Regions from separate parts of the Pan troglodytes genome. Here regions 1 and 2 are each linked to region 3. The links are chromatin contacts, called in public Hi-C and HiChIP or PLAC-seq maps. All regions are on one chromosome and are shown on one strand. Each heading gives the region's core, a stretch centred on a gene start, on an enhancer-like site or on the middle of the called end of the contact. The rest is flanking DNA. Distances are from core to core; before and after follow the strand shown. Region 1 holds the start of P3H3 (prolyl 3-hydroxylase 3). Region 2 holds the start of LAG3 (lymphocyte activating 3). Region 3 holds the start of CHD4 (chromodomain helicase DNA binding protein 4).

The links. A called contact is a pair of places that touch in the nucleus more often than the background predicts. HiChIP or PLAC-seq counts read pairs in DNA pulled down with a chosen protein or histone mark.
Region 1: a contact with region 3 is called in an H3K4me3 HiChIP or PLAC-seq map of stem cell-derived excitatory neurons, with 4 times the contacts expected there. The contact joins the promoter of P3H3 here to the promoter of CHD4 in region 3. A contact is called at or near these places in 2 of 7 Hi-C or Micro-C datasets (induced pluripotent stem cells and stem cell-derived neural progenitor cells), 1 of 1 datasets of contacts at active chromatin or transcription factors (stem cell-derived excitatory neurons) and 1 of 1 other capture datasets (stem cell-derived neural stem cells).
Region 2: a contact with region 3 is called in a Hi-C map of stem cell-derived neural progenitor cells, with 1.9 times the contacts expected there. The contact joins the promoter of LAG3 here to the promoter of CHD4 in region 3. A contact is called at or near these places in 1 of 7 Hi-C or Micro-C datasets (stem cell-derived neural progenitor cells) and 1 of 1 datasets of contacts at active chromatin or transcription factors (stem cell-derived excitatory neurons).

The regions. Positions count from the first base shown.
Region 1 is chr10:14,009,414-14,012,120 of NHGRI_mPanTro3-v2.0_pri, forward strand. P3H3 (prolyl 3-hydroxylase 3) reads left to right here and starts at 1,367. Exons shown (of 15, transcript XM_016922862.4): 1 at 1,367-2,068. The coding sequence starts at 1,571. GPR162 (G protein-coupled receptor 162) reads left to right here. Exons shown (of 5, transcript XM_016922866.3): 5 at 1-224. The coding sequence ends at 7.
Region 2 is chr10:13,953,660-13,956,429 of NHGRI_mPanTro3-v2.0_pri, forward strand. It overlaps LAG3 (lymphocyte activating 3), which reads left to right and starts at 1,381. Exons shown (of 8, transcript XM_508966.9): 1 at 1,381-1,820; 2 at 2,102-2,249; 3 at 2,607-2,770. The coding sequence starts at 1,763.
Region 3 is chr10:13,789,923-13,792,937 of NHGRI_mPanTro3-v2.0_pri, forward strand. It overlaps CHD4 (chromodomain helicase DNA binding protein 4), which reads right to left and starts at 1,293. Exons shown (of 40, transcript XM_063786248.1): 1 at 1,063-1,293; 2 at 36-213. The coding sequence starts at 135. LOC134807543 (a long non-coding RNA gene) reads left to right here and starts at 339. Exons shown (of 2, transcript XR_010148251.1): 1 at 339-428; 2 at 2,860-3,015.

The DNA of each region.
Region 1 (2,707 bases), core at 117-2,616, 220 kb after region 3:
CCTGTGAGCCCAAGCAGGCCTGCTGAACTCAGAGGAGAAAGCCTGAGTGAGTAACACCTCATTCTGGCCGAGAGTAGGGCAGCTGCCTCCAGACTCTGGGGAGACGGGCGCTAGATTTGGGGCTCAGAAGGCCCTGCTCTCTCCCATCCAAGTGACCAGATGCCCTACTCAGCTTCCATCACCCCTAGCAATATGTATTAAAGTCTGAAGTGTTGCCATGGAAACCTCAGTGTCCAGTGTACTGCGGTGGAAAGGGGCTTGGAGGGTGCAGTGGCTCACAGGGGACACGACAGAGCAGGGGCAGCAGACAGAGGCACAGAAGGACACATGGAGAAATGATCACATGCTCCACCAGGCAGCCTCGCACAGGGAAGGCTGGGAGGAGCATATCCTGCTGGGGGCGGGGCTTGAGGACACACATCTTCGTTGGTTGGGGTATGAAGGATCTCTGTTCAGATTTGTTGAGGTGGTTTTAGAGGGTGGCTCCAGCCCCAGTGCCCAACTCTCCTTCTAACCTCAAATCCATGCAGGGGCTTACTTTATGGGCAGGAAAGGTTTTGGGGCTGACGCAGTGTCCCGGAGCTGGACACCTCCTCCTTGCTGCATTTTAAAGCTCTTTCTCCAAAGGAGTGCAGGGGTGGATGAGTGTGTGTGTGTGGGGGGGTGGGAGTGCAGGGGTGGATGAGTGTGTGTGGGGGGGAGTGCAGGGGTGGATGAGTGTGTTGGGGGGGTGGGAGTGCAGGGGTGGATGAGTGTGTGTGGGGGGGAGTGCAGGGGTGGATGAGTGTGTGGGGGGGGTGGGAGTGCAGGGGTGGATGAGTGTGGGGGGTGGGAGTGCAGGGGTGGATGAGTGTGTTGGGGGGGTGGGAGTGCAGGGGTGGATGAGTGTGTGTGTGGGGGAGTGCAGGGGTGGATGAGTGTGTTGGGGGGAGTGCAGGGGTGGATGAGTGTGTGTGTGGGGGAGTGCAGGGGTGGATGAGTGTGTTGGGGGGGTGGGAGTGCAGGGGTGGATGAGTGTGTGGGGGGGGAGTGCAGGGGTGGATGAGTGTGTGGGGGGGTGGGAGTGCAGGGGTGGATGAGTGTGGAGGGGGTGGGAGTGCAGGGGTGGATGAGTGTGTGTGGGGGGTGGGGGGGGCGAGGGGGGGATCGGCGTCCACACTCCTTTTTCTGGACCCAGAAGCGTGTGTGTGGAGGGAACACAGCCCCAGTAGTTACCTCCAGACCTCAGGGGCTGAAGTCACCGCTTGGGCTGAAGTCATCCTTCATGGATGCCCAGGCCTGCTCCAGTTCCCGCCTTTTGCCCTCCTCCTCCCGGTTTCTCCCTCTTATTCCACACTAGACCAGCTTTGTCCACTCAGCACTCTTCTCTCTCCATCTTTTCACATGGGCCTCTCCCACCATCGGGTCTCAGCCCCATCTTCTCTCTCTCTCTCTTGGCCTCCCTCATTATTTCTCCCTCTCCCTCCGCCTCTCCATCTCTCCTTCCTCCCCCTCCCTCCCCCTTCCCCCCTTTCCTCTCCCTCCCTCTCGGCTCCCGCATTTCCCCTCAGCTGCCGGCGGCTCCGACATCATGCTCCGGCTCCTCCGGCCGCTGCTGCTACTGCTGCTGCTGCCTCCCCCGGGGTCCCCTGAGCCCCCCGGCCTGACCCAGCTGTCCCCGGGGGCGCCCCCGCAGGCCCCCGACTTGCTCTACGCTGACGGGCTGCGCGCCTACGCGGCCGGGGCTTGGGCGCCGGCCGTGGCGCTGCTGCGGGAGGCGCTGCGGAGCCAGGCGGCGCTGGGCCGGGTGCGGCTGGATTGCGGGGCGAGCTGCGCGGCCGATCCGGGCGCCGCGCTCCCCGCCGTGCTTCTCGGGGCCCCGGAGCCCGACTCCGGGCCGGGACCCACGCAGGGGTCCTGGGAACGACAGCTTCTCCGTGCAGCGCTCCGCCGCGCAGACTGCCTGACCCAGTGCGCAGCACGGAGGCTGGGCCCCGGGGGCGCGGCGCGGCTTCGCGTGGGGAGCGCGCTCCGGGACGCCTTCCGCCGTCGGGAGCCCTACAACTACCTGCAGAGGGCCTATTACCAGGTTGGGAGCGGGCCGGGCAGCTCCGAGGGTCCCAGCCCTCACCACGACGCTGTCCTACTTTGCGTTGCCCAGGAGTAGGCGGAATGCTGTTGCCCGGGCCCCGGACGGGGCTGGGGAGCGTACCGCGGGCCTCTGCGTAGGAGCTGGCTAAGCGACCGCGAGGACCTCTTGAGATCGCAGAGGAGCAGCCGAGGGGGAGTGCGAGCAGAATGGGAATGGGGCGGGGAGGTCGTGAGGTGGGACGGGAGCAGATCGAAGATGGAGGGACCGGGCCGCCTCTTCCTAGGAATGAAGCGGAGGCGGTGGGGGCGAAACCGGCTCTCGGACGGGAAGTGTGCGTGGGTGTGTGTGTGTGTCGGGGGTGGTGGTGAGTGTGAACCTTCGCTTGGGGCAGGAGGTAGCTTCGGAAAGGAAGGAGCAGACGGAGGCCAGGTTGGGGTCCTCCGAGGCCAGACCTCTGCGGGCGGGGAGGGGACAGCACGCCGCAGCCGCCGGTACCGCAGCAGTTGCCTACGTGGCTGGGGAAGCGGGGCGCCGGTTGTACTCACCTCAGCTCAGGGTCCTAGAGACCTGCGGGTTTTGCTGGTCGCTGAGGTCTCCCCCACTTCCCCACCTCACTTAAGCCATCACTTCCACCTG
Region 2 (2,770 bases), core at 131-2,630, 160 kb after region 3:
AGAAGACAAGATCAGCCCTCCAGGGGTGGCCCGGAGCCCAGCTCTTCTGAGAGCTGACTTATGTCCTGTTTTGGATTCTCAGGGATGCTCCTCCCCAGCAATACACACTTCCCTGCTAACCCACACAAGACCTAGACACTGCTGAGCCCAGTGGAAAGCTACCAGCTCTATTGTGCTGAACCAGGCACAGAGAAACAGCCCAGAAACAGGAAGTCCTGCCCCTGAGCTGGGAGAGGGCTGGTAGTCCTGGGTCTCAGCCTGCTAGGATCTGGAGTGAGCTGCCTGGCATCAGAGATGCCCTCTGCCTGGCATGGAAGCGAGCTCCTTCCAGTCAAGCAGGGAAATCCTGGGTCTCGTGTCATCCCCAGGTCGGCTGTATGTTTGGTCACCTGCCCTCCAACTCTCCCTGGGCTGGGCTCCCCTGGGGAGCGGGAGTTGTATGACTCTTGTCAGTCTCGGGCCTTCCCTAGTCCCACTGCCTCTGTTTCCCCTGAGCTTGATCTCTGTTAGGAGATTTCTAAGATTTCTGCATTTCTCCATCTCCGCATGACCCTTGCCTTCTCCTCTTGGTTCGGAACCTCTGGACTGGAGGATGCTTCTGAGTGCATGGGGACCTGAGTTGGAGTGGGGAGGGGTGTTGACTCATCAACAGCATCATTTCCCCCAGGAGACGCCCATAACTCATCCAAGGTCAGGACCACACACTGTCACGCACACAGGTACACTCACAGCTTTTATCTTCACACTCCCTAACCTTGGCAAATTGTACAATTTCTTGGAAGCTCAGTTTCCTCATCTGTACAATGGGGAAAAGTATTAGATTTCATGAGTTACTATAAGTGTCCAATACAGTGCTTAGCACGTAATGAAGCCTCAATACAATGTAGTTATTCTCCATGCCCCACAAAGCTGGCATGCCTAGCCTCAGATCTACCATTTTTTGGGGTGCAGTAAAGCTTCCTGTCCACCATGTTCCCAGGGACATTGTACTGATGGGTGGAAAGGCAGGTCTAAAGGGGTCACGAAGTTCTGGGAGGTTAAGGGAACGAGGGAGGAGATTCAGCAACAAGGAAAGAGCTTGCCAAGAAGGAAGTGTGAATATTGGGACTGAGGAGGCAGCTTAGAGATGGGCAAGGGGGCAGTTCCAGGCAGAAATGGTTCGTGGAGGCAGAAGGTCCCTGGGAGAGGGAGCAGTCTGGAGGGTGGGGCAGGGGCGAGGAGGGGGAGGTGGGGAGACCCAGGACTGAGGAAGTAAACAAGGGGAGCGCCACCACAGAGGTGGAGAGGTGGAGGGTGCTGCTGCTGGGAATCAACCCCCTCAGACTTTCCACTGCGAAGCGAAACCGTAAGCCCTGGGGTGCGGGGGGCGGGCCGGGAGGAGGGGAAGTGGGGAAGGTGGAGGGAAGGCCGGGCACAGGGGTGAAGGCCCAGAGACCAGCAGAACGGCATCCCAGCCACGACAGCCACTTTGCTCTGTCTGCTCTCCGCCACGGCCCTGCTCTGTTCCCTGGGACACCCCCGCCCCCACCTCCTCAGGCTGCCTGATCTGCCCAGCTTTCCAGCTTTCCTCTGGATTCTGGCCTCTGGTCATCCCTCCCCATCCTCTCTCCAAGGCCCTCTCCTGGTCTCCCTTCTTCTAGAACCCCTTCCTCCACCTCCCTCTCTGCAGAACTTCTCCTTTACCCCCCACCCCCCACCACTGCCCCCTTTCCTTTTCTGACCTCCTTTTGGAGGGCTCAGCGCTGCCCAGACCATAGGAGAGATGTGGGAGGCTCAGTTCCTGGGCTTGCTGTTTCTGCAGCCGCTTTGGGTGGCTCCAGGTAAAACGGGGATGGCGGGAGGGTTGACCTCCAGCCCCACAGGAGGGGACCAGCAGGGATCTCTGTGGCCACAAAGGTCCTGAGGTCCTTAGCTCTGTGGATTCTTCTAATCCCTTTTTTGGGCAGTCCTTCCACCCCGAAAGCCTCTCTGGGCAGAGAAGAAACAGAAACCCAAGTTCTTCCTGCACCCTGTTTCTCCCTCGGGAAACACCCAGGCTCCTTCTCTACCCCTGCCTCTCGGCTCACGCCCCCTCCCCTTGGCCTCTCTTTTGCTCACCTAGTGAAGCCTCTCCAGCCAGGGGCTGAGGTCCCGGTGGTGTGGGCCCAGGAGGGGGCTCCTGCCCAGCTCCCCTGCAGCCCCACAATCCCCCTCCAGGATCTCAGCCTTCTGCGAAGAGCAGGGGTCACTTGGCAGCATCAGCCAGACAGGTATGCACCCCAAACTTGGGCAACAGGACCTCCGAATCCAGCACTCAACCCCACACCCGTGCCGGTCCTCTGTCCCCTGCCCTGAGGTGTCACTCCCTCTGAAGCCAGTGACCCAGTCTCCCTGCCCTCGCTTGCACCGTTCCTGCCCTTGCTCTGCAATCAGCGACCCTCACGCCAGCATCCCTTCTCTCCAGAAGTGGATGCGGCCAGTCCAACAGAGGGGTCGGGCGTGAGGGGACGGTTGGTGGTCAAGAGAACTCTTGGGGCGGGCTTTCTCATCCTCAACGGGTGGCTGCCTGCATCCTCCCGGGCTTCCTACCCCTGGAGCTTCTCAACTCCATTCTCTTTCCCGCCCAGTGGCCCGCCCGCTCCCGCCCCCGGCCATCCCCTGGCCCCCGGCCCTCACCCGGCGGCGCCCTCCTCCTGGGGGCCCAGGCCCCGCCGCTACACGGTGCTGAGCGTGGGTCCCGGAGGCCTGCGCAGCGGGAGGCTGCCCCTGCAGCCCCGCGTCCAGCTGGATG
Region 3 (3,015 bases), core at 43-2,542:
TCCTTCCCGCCATGGGCCCTTGGGGAAGATGTTACCTGGGTGGGGTGGGGGCAGGCTGTTGTTCAAAAGTGCATCCATATCCTCCTCCTCACTGCCCGCCGAGCAGGGGGACGGGGAGCCCAGGCCCGACGCCATCCCCTTCCGCTCCCGGCCAGGGAATTGGCCCAGCTGCTCCTGCCGGCGGCCTGGGGCCCTCTACACTGGCCCGAGTCACTGTGCGGGGGAGGGGGGAGAAACACAGAACAGTCAGTGACGCGCACTGTCCCCCTCCCCCACACCCACCCGCTCTTTCCGCCCCCCACCCCAGCCACCCTAGCAGGGCACCCGAACCGCTCAGGCTGAACTTAGTTCCACACTCCTCGGGGGTAGCCCGGAAGCCGGCTCCCCGGCAGGCGCCCCCACGGAGCGAGGGAGCGACGCCTCCGAGGGCAGGCTGGTGCAAGCGCGGGGAGGGGAGACGCGGGGCTGGACCGAGCGGGGTGTGACGGGGGAGGGGGTCCGAGTGGCAGCGGCGCGGGGGGGCCAGGGGAGGCCGCAGGCGGCGAGGCGCTCGGGGACACAAGGTCACTTGGGGGTGGGGGGGGCGCCTCCCTGCGCCCGGGGAGGGGCCAGTCCCCAGACAGGGCAGCTCTCCAAAAGCTGTCCTCTGGGACAACTCAGGTTCTCCTCAAGAGCTGCGGGGACGAGGGGGCGTGGAGGCTCGGGCGCTGCGGGGGGCCGGAGGCAGGGACGCGGGGGGCGAAAGCGTCCCACCGGGAAGGGGGCCGGGCCACGTGTCCCGGGGGGCAAATGATCAAAGGGCGAGGGGGTGGGCGCCGGGCATTGTGGGAGACCAAGCCGGAGGCGGGGGGTCGCGGGGAGCAAGACTCCGGCAGGGTTAGGGCGGGGGCTGGGGAGGAGGCCGGGCGCCCTGCAGGGCCAGGAAAGGAAGGGTCGGCTCCTCTGGGCAAGGGGCGGTCCGCGGGTCCGGAGACGCCTGAGGAAGGGGCGGGTGACGGGATGACCCTCGGGGCTGGTAGGGCCGTGAGGGGCGTCTCTTTGGGAACCCCGCGCTCTCCTCACCCCGGAGCCGCCGCAGGTCGCGCAGGGTCCGGCTCGGTGTCACTCCCGCTCCGGCTCCTCCTCGCCGCGGCCGAAGGGGGGAAAATGGCTCCGGCTCCAGCGTCGCCTCTTAAAGGGCCTGAAACACCGGCCGGGAAATCCCACCGCACAGGCCCCGCCCCCCCACGGACAGCCCATAATAACCTCAACCAACTCCAACCCCCCCCTTCCACTACCGCCACCCTCCTCCCCAGGTCTCCCGGGCAACCCCCGCCCCCTCGTCGCTCAGGCAACCACTGGCCACGCCCCCTTCGAGCGCGCGCGCGCGTGTCACCTGGGCAACCGCCCACCTCCTGGCCATCCCATAATACACACGGACACCCCCCCCCCAACACACACACACACACACACACACACACACAACACACACACACCCTGCCCCCCCACATTTCATACACATATGCCAGGGGCTGCTGACATCTCATAATATTGCAGACCTTTTGCAACTAACCCTCTTAGACATCCCATAATAGACATCCTTTGCCAACTTCTTCTTCACTCTTGGCCCTAATGCTAACATCCCATAATAATTCATCACCCCTCCCTCCCCATGGCCATCCCATAATAAGCACCCCTCGCAGCACTTATGCCTCATATCCCATAATATTCAGCCCCATCCCCCACAGACATCCCATAATAACCATCCTTCATCCACCCCCAGTTTGATATCCCATAATAGTCAGAAACTCACCCCCCCATACTACAACAACGGACACTCGGCCTCCTCCCACACACATCCCGTAATAATCGGTCTCCCACTTTCTATACTGACATCCCATAATAACTAACCCCCTAGAGCTGCCCTCAGTCCCTGCAGGCCAGGGTCTAGAGGCTCACATCACCCCCAGCCTTCCCTCTTCTAGCTCCACAGCCTATAGTAAGTACCCCTCCTCTATCAAAAAGATAACCCATAATGATCAACAGCCCTACTGTCGCCCCACAGATGGACATCTAATCTCTTTTCCTCTAACACTGGAAAGCTATCCCATAATAATTTTACTCTCCTACCCACATCCTGACATCCCATAATAATTGCAAGGAGCCCGTGGTCAACCAAACATACCATAATACTCCCAACACAACCCAGTGTCACATCCCATAATGCTTCATCTCCACTCTACCACCCCTATACCCTTCGAGCCAGGCATCCCATAATATTCATATTCTTCCCACCCCCATCTCCAGGCGCTGTCAGTCTATTCTAACACCCAGAGCAGGGAGGGCCAGGCAGGCTACCCACGCTTCCTTGTCCCCGCCCCCACTTGCACACACCTTAATCCCTTTCTGGGCCAAAGTAGTATCCTGGCAAAAAGCCTCCTGATGTCTGGGACCCCAGCTTCCCTCATACCATCATTTCCAGACACTCGGGGGCTGGGAGCCCACCTAGGGCCCCACCCAGTCCCACCAAAATCTAGGTATTTTCCAGATGCTTACCTCCAGCTCCTAAGTTTTGAGGAACACCAACCAACCAAAATACCAAGCTGACAGATGAAACATTTACATGAAGTCTAATTCACCCTACAGCATCCCATAATAATTACCAACTCCCATCCAAAGACTATCTCTCAACATTCTAGCAATCCTCCCCCTCACCACATCCCCAGGTCAGGGATCTTTCACCAACACCCCCAGGCCACTCCTGGGGATGGACATCCCATCACGATGTGAACTCAGGTTCCTGCTCTATACACACCAAGAGTGAAGGCCTGCCCTTCCGCTACTCACCACTACTCATGTTCATTCAACCTGTGTTGACAGAGTACCTAGCAAGGCCGAGCTCCGCACCATGGAGAAGCAAGGAAGACCAGGGGGCCTCCCTTCAAAAAGCATAAGCAACCAAGCAAACTATGACACACGACAGAATGGTGCCAAGGGAGAACTGCTAAGCACTGTTTCCCAATTTCCTGTTACAGA